Linked DNA regions of Nomascus leucogenys: region 2 is linked to region 1. A link is a contact called in public Hi-C data. All regions are on one chromosome and are shown on one strand. The core of a region is the stretch at or near the end of the contact, and the rest is flanking DNA. Distances in the headings are between cores, read along the strand shown. Region 1 holds the start of SEC24B (protein transport protein Sec24B). Region 2 holds the start of GAR1 (H/ACA ribonucleoprotein complex subunit 1).

What was found. A called contact is a pair of places that touch in the nucleus more often than the background predicts.
Region 2: a Hi-C map of a lymphoblastoid cell line shows a contact between it and region 1, with 4 times the contacts expected there. The contact joins the promoter of GAR1 here to the promoter of SEC24B in region 1. A contact is called at or near these places in 2 of 4 Hi-C or Micro-C datasets (a lymphoblastoid cell line and an unstated tissue).

What each region holds. Positions count from the first base shown.
Region 1 is chr18:58,358,543-58,361,599 of Asia_NLE_v1, forward strand. It overlaps SEC24B (protein transport protein Sec24B), which reads left to right and starts at 1,474. Exons shown (of 23, transcript XM_030798127.1): 1 at 1,474-1,693. The coding sequence starts at 1,567. LOC101176846 (a long non-coding RNA gene) reads right to left here and starts at 1,514. Exons shown (of 3, transcript XR_004026697.1): 1 at 1,431-1,514.
Region 2 is chr18:58,750,503-58,753,299 of Asia_NLE_v1, forward strand. It overlaps GAR1 (H/ACA ribonucleoprotein complex subunit 1), which reads left to right and starts at 1,480. Exons shown (of 7, transcript XM_003269356.3): 1 at 1,480-1,771; 2 at 2,126-2,351. The coding sequence starts at 2,138. It overlaps LOC115831177 (a long non-coding RNA gene), which reads right to left and starts at 1,439. Exons shown (of 2, transcript XR_004026683.1): 1 at 1,324-1,439; 2 at 782-937.

The DNA of each region.
Region 1 (3,057 bases), core at 224-2,723:
CTTTCATCCCATATACTTCTGATTAAAATGAGCCTCTTATACCCAGGAGAATACATTCCAGGTGCAGAAAGCCAATTACCTAGTTATTCCCTTACCCACGTAACTACAGACCTTAATCCAAATTCAAAGGACTCCTGGGAGATGCTGGAATCTATAATTGTGTAATCTCTTTGATGAAGCACAGAGTGTGATCTTTTGCTCATGTGGGGCTAGGTTTCTGTGGAGAAGCTGGAAACGCTGTGGAAAAGGGCTTGCCCCTTTTGTGTATATGGACTCTAACGTAGTTGAAATTCCTAGAAGTCAAAGGTATAAATCTAACTACTAAAATCCTATTTGTGGTTCATTTAGTGCATTAAAATGCCAGTTATTAATTTATGGCAACAACTAAAGGGAAGCTTTGTATTATTCTAAGACTACAATGCAATTTATGCTTTGCATAATCATTCAGCAAATGACTTATTGCTCCAGAAATACCATCTTCCTAGATCCCATTCTGAATTCAGTGTTTCTGAGCAATCTCATCTCCAATACAGAATGATGACATACTCAGGATTCCAAGATGGCAAAATGACTTGGGTAATGTAGTCTAGGGCCTGCCAGTGAGTGTGCTGAGACAGACCAGAAAGACTTAGATTCCACTAATGTAGACAAAGCAAGCTGAGTCACAACTTCTCCGAACACCAACAGGATGCACCAACACTTCACAAAAAAAAAAAAAAAAAAAAGATAAAGTTTGTCTTCCAGCACTCCCTTACCCTATGTTCCCCTTCCTCTTCTCTACTTTATCAGTGGGAAAAGTTCTCAATAATGCAATTCTTACTGAGATTCTTGTGTTTATCAGAGAAATGTTTCCTCTTTCTTTGCCAAGGAATTATATACTCCCAAAAGACATGGAGCTTGAATGCTATATTTCCTTTGGAATTAAGAAAGGGAGGTGGGGGAATCAAAAATTAAAAACCAAACCCAAGCCATTGTTCCTATTCGAGGAAGGGTGGGTGGTCGGTCGTTGCCTGAGCTCCGTACATCAACCCGCGGCTCTCAAGTTCCCCTCCCAGTAATGCTGGGCCCAGCCTCGCCGCGGCCGATCGAGCCTCTGCCCAAGGTGGGAGCGGGCCACCCGGTCCCTTCACCCACTGAGGCCCAGGCCTCTCGCCTCAACACGAAGGCAGCCTGGCCGGGCCGGAGCAGCAGTCGCCGGGCCGGCACTGGGGCCGCGGAACCCCGGGCCAGCCTCAGGCCTGGGCCAGCTCGGCTCCGGCCTGCAGGGGGCGCTGCGGCGGCACCGGCGTGAGGCCCGCGCGTGCGGGAAGCGACCCCAGGTGTAAGTCCCGCGGCGTGGGGCGCGTGGGGCAAGGCGGAGCGACCCACGATCCCCGCGCCCGCAGCAGCCGCCGAGCGGCAGCGCTGGGCTCGCGGAGGAGCTTGGGCACCTGGGCCGCGGTCCCGGGTGACACCCTTAGTGACGCCAGGCGCGTTCCTTCCTCTTCCTCTCTCCTCTCCGGCCCCGCCTTCCCTTCCCTCCGCCCACCTCCCCGAAGCGGAGCCGCCGTCGCCACCAGCGCCGTCATGTCGGCCCCCGCCGGGTCCCCTCACCCGGCCGCCAGCGCCCGGATCCCGCCCAAGTTCGGCGGAGCGGCCGCCTCAGGAGCCGCAGCGCCCGCGGGCCCGGGCCCCGCGCCGCACCAGCAGAACGGTGAGGCGGACGGCCCGGGCGGAGCGCGGGGCCTAGCACCGGCTCGGCGGCCTGCGCGGCCACATCGGGGCGGGGCGGGCCGGGAAGGGCGTTCGGGGCCAGGCCTAGCCCGAGGGAGGGGAGCGGGCGCGGTGCGGAGGCCGCGGGGTCCGGGCTGGGCGCGGGGAGCGGGCAGGGAAGGCGCGGCGCGGGGCGCGCGGGGGTGGGACGCCCCTGGCGTTGGGTGGCGGGGGGGGGGGGGGGCCTGGGAAAGCTGGGGCCGGGGCTGTTTATGTAATGCGACCCCAGGCCCGAAACCGCCGGGGGCGAGTAGGAGCGACTGAAAAGCTGGGAGCCCACGTAGTAAAACCCAGTTACCCAGCCTGGACGCGGGCGAGTTGCCCCGAGCGACCCCTTGGCTGCGAGAGCTGGCCGGAAGCCGAGGCCGCTGAGTGCGTGGTCTGGGGAAGGCTGGTGCAGCCACCCAGCAGGGTGGATTGTGCCCTTCCTGTCTCAGGAAAATTGCTTCGGTTCCTGAGGCCCAGCGAACACGCTGCCTTGAGGAAACTTAAGTTTGCACTCAAGTTTGTAGACAAAAGGGTGTAAATATGCTATGTAAGTGTAACTAACCCTGACCCAGTTCGGCCTCAAGATCTGTCATTGCCGGTGCGGCTGCTGGTCCAGCTTTTGGAGTTTGCTTGTAGTGTTTGAAAGGGAGCAGGTGCAAACGGATTTAAACGAACATCTTTAGATCTGGGTGTTTTTCCTAGCTCCACTTTCAGAGATGGAAAAACGTGCCAGAGTTGGCCCTGCTTTGCGGCAGGGCCTTCATACAGGCAGCAGCCAAATGCAACACGAAAGCCGCTTTCATATTAAGGTCGTGGGCTTTTAGTAGGCTGCAAAATGATCGTCTGTAGGATATGCATTCCCTAATGCTGAGATTTGGAATGTTCGCGGATAGGGGCCAAGAGTGGGGGAATTCTCCTTATAGACTTGATATTATGTCAGGTGAGAACCTTGGAAAGTAATTGACTGAATTTAGAAAAATACCTCTGTCTGGTACGAGAACCAAACTACGTTAGTACTCTCCAGATGATTGACCTGTTTTATCTAATTTCCTAATGAAAATCTGCTGGACTTTATGAATTAGGTTAACCAACATCTAAGTTTTACAACTGATGCTTTTCAAACATGAAGTGTATCGTTTGTCCTGAGGATCAGAGGTTGAGTGATACTTTAGCCTTAATATTCTTTGGATCAGCCTTACCTATCAGTATTACATGCTGTACTCTCAGTAGTCATTGTTTACTATAATGGCTTTTGGATATGACCAGTGTTATTGGTGTTGTACACCTGTTCCGAGCAAATGTAAAAATACTATTTGT
Region 2 (2,797 bases), core at 230-2,729, 390 kb after region 1:
AGGAGCTCGACATTTTTAGGAAAGTAATAAACATTTTGACATACTTTTAAACTTCTTGTTCGAGCAAGCTTTTTCTTACTAAGTTTTAAGAGTAAAGACAGAAATCATCTCATTTCAGTTGAAAATGAAATCTGTGTGTGACAATCTCAAGTTCAATTCAGAATTGAGCAAATACACAGCAAAAGACAAGCAAAGGTTTCACACTAAATAGGTAATTTTCATTTTTTGTTTCAAAAATAATATATAGGCCCATAAAAAGACCAACATTCGTTAACATCAAATTGCAGCATTTACTAAACTAAAAGAAAAGGAAGAAGTAAAGTTTCCTCTCTCACTTATTTTGTTTTTTGTTTGTTTTGAGACCAAGTCTTGCTCTGTCGTCCAGGCTGGAGTGCGGTGGCGTGATCTCGACTCACTGCAACCTCCGACTCCCGGGTTCAAGCGATTCTCCTGCCTCAGCCTCCCGAGTAGCTGCGATTACAGGCGTGCGCCACCATGCCCGGCTAATTTTTGTATTTTTAGTAGAGAAGGGGTTTCACCGTATTGGCCAGGCTGGTCCTGAACTCCTGACCTCAAGTGATCCATCCGCCTTGGCCTCCCAAAGTGCTGGGATTACAGGCGTGAGCCACCGCGCCCCGCCTACAAAGGTATTTTAAAATCCCATTTACAATAACCCTCTCAATTAGATAGGTACCAAGTTCCCCCCTCTTCTAAACACGATGTCAAATATCAAGGTAAGGTCTCAGAGGGTTTGGGTGTAAAAGACTCCAACCAAATTTAATAAATGGGAAATCATTACCTTTATTTGTGAGAGAAGCTTTGGAGAATGTGGGGGAAGCTGATGTCAAATATAAAGGGCTTAAGGAGAGAAGAGGAAGAGGAGCTTCCAGCACAGTCCGCTTCACAGCCCGTCGGTGCTCAAAACATACTTGAATACCTGGTACAAAAGATAAAAATGATGGCTTGGTTTTCTATAAGGCAGCATAGTTTCTTTAAAATTACACACACACATGCATTGCTTTTCTTCCTTTAATTAGTTGAGACCATAGGACAAAAAAAGAGGCATATTTGAGCGCGCAATGGTGCGAAAATCAAAAGGTCGGGAAGAAACAAGAAACTCAGATAAACGCTTCCGTCGGCTGTGACAGGTTCTGAGACGCCCAGATCTACTGGACCTAGCGCGGCTCAGAGGCCTCAGAGACCTGTCCGCACAGTTGCTGAAGTTAGCAACAAACTCGTGAGCGCTGTTGCGGATCATTTCGCAGCCTGAGAAGCAAATGCGCAAATGCGCCCAGCCAGTCAGCACGGACTTCAAGAACCAACCTCATTCCTTGCAAGGTGCTTTAGTTCTGGCAGTCATGGCGGCAACCAAACAGAAACCTGCCCCGCCTCTGGGAGAGAAGGCGGATCCCTAACTCCAGCTATCTCCAAGAGCAACATTGCCGCAGCACTTCCGGGACGTAGTGCTGCAAAGGACGCCGCTGTTATACGTCACTTCCACGTCTCAGCGTTAGGCAAGTTGACCTCACTGTTATAAATTAGTGGTTAAGGTTAGCTATTATTGCCACTTTTCCAGCGCTAAAGGCTGTTTTGGAACCAGTGTTGCTTGTTCCGCGGGCGACTGGCTTTTTTTTTGCAAACCAGTTATTCAAGTTTCTGGTCTTTAAAAAACTCTGTGGCGTTACGGTAGCCGAGGAGGTTCCAGCGCGGCGGAAGTACCCCGAGGGTGGGTGTGTGCGCAAGGCCAGGGCCAGAGGGGCACGTGGCGCCGGTGAGTGGCCGTAGAAGCCGGAGGGTTTGAAAATGCTGGATGTGGAACCCAGCTGCCGGAGGGAGCGGGGGAGGAAGGAAGGGGGTGCGGTGCGAAGACCTTGCTGTCTGTAGGGGGAGGAGATACTAATCCTGGGGCTGCAAGGCTGGTGTGTGGTCGGTCGGCGCTCACGAGACCATGGAGAAGTAAACTCTTCACCCATCAGGTTGGTGGTCCTCACTGGCTGTCTGACCGTGGGTGAGGTGACAGGGCTGCTTTTGTCCCCTTTATGGTGTTCTCACCGCGGCTCCGAAGGGTTGGAGTGTACTCAGAGACTACAGTGATCCGAAGACACTGGTCGTTTTTTTTCATCAGGGAGGAGAGAGAATGTCTTTTCGAGGCGGAGGTCGTGGAGGCTTTAATCGAGGTGCTGGAGGTGGCGGCTTCAACCGAGGCGGCAGCAGCAACCACTTCCGAGGTGGAGGCGGCGGTGGAGGCGGCGGCAATTTCAGAGGCGGCGCCAGGGGAGGCTTTGGACGAGGGGGTGGCCGCGGAGGCTTTAACAAAGGCCAAGACCAAGGACCTCCAGAACGTGTAGTCTGTATGCAGTCTTCAATATTTAGCCTACTTGAAGGAGTAGTGGTGGGTTGGGGGTTTGTGTTGTTAGTCAGCAAGTTTGGGATACACAAGCCTGTGGAGAATGTAGCATTTAAGGGTGGGGTGGGGAGATCAAGAAAGCTGAGGGATACTTAGAATGCATCATGGAGGTGGAACTTGAGGGTTGACAGGAAGGTATTAAATAGGTAATCGTGAGTACTTATCCCTAATTCCCCGATTTTACAGATGAGAAAACTATGATTTAGAGTTAAGTTTTTTTTGCTAGGGTCATAAGGTTAGTGATAAGTGATCAATTAGTGATACAGCTGAAATACAAGCTGGGTGCGGTGGCTCACGCCTGTAATCCCAACACTTTGGGAAGCTGAGACGGGAGGATCTTTTGAAGCCGGGAGTTAGAGACCAGCCTGGACAATAAAGCAAGAGACCCTG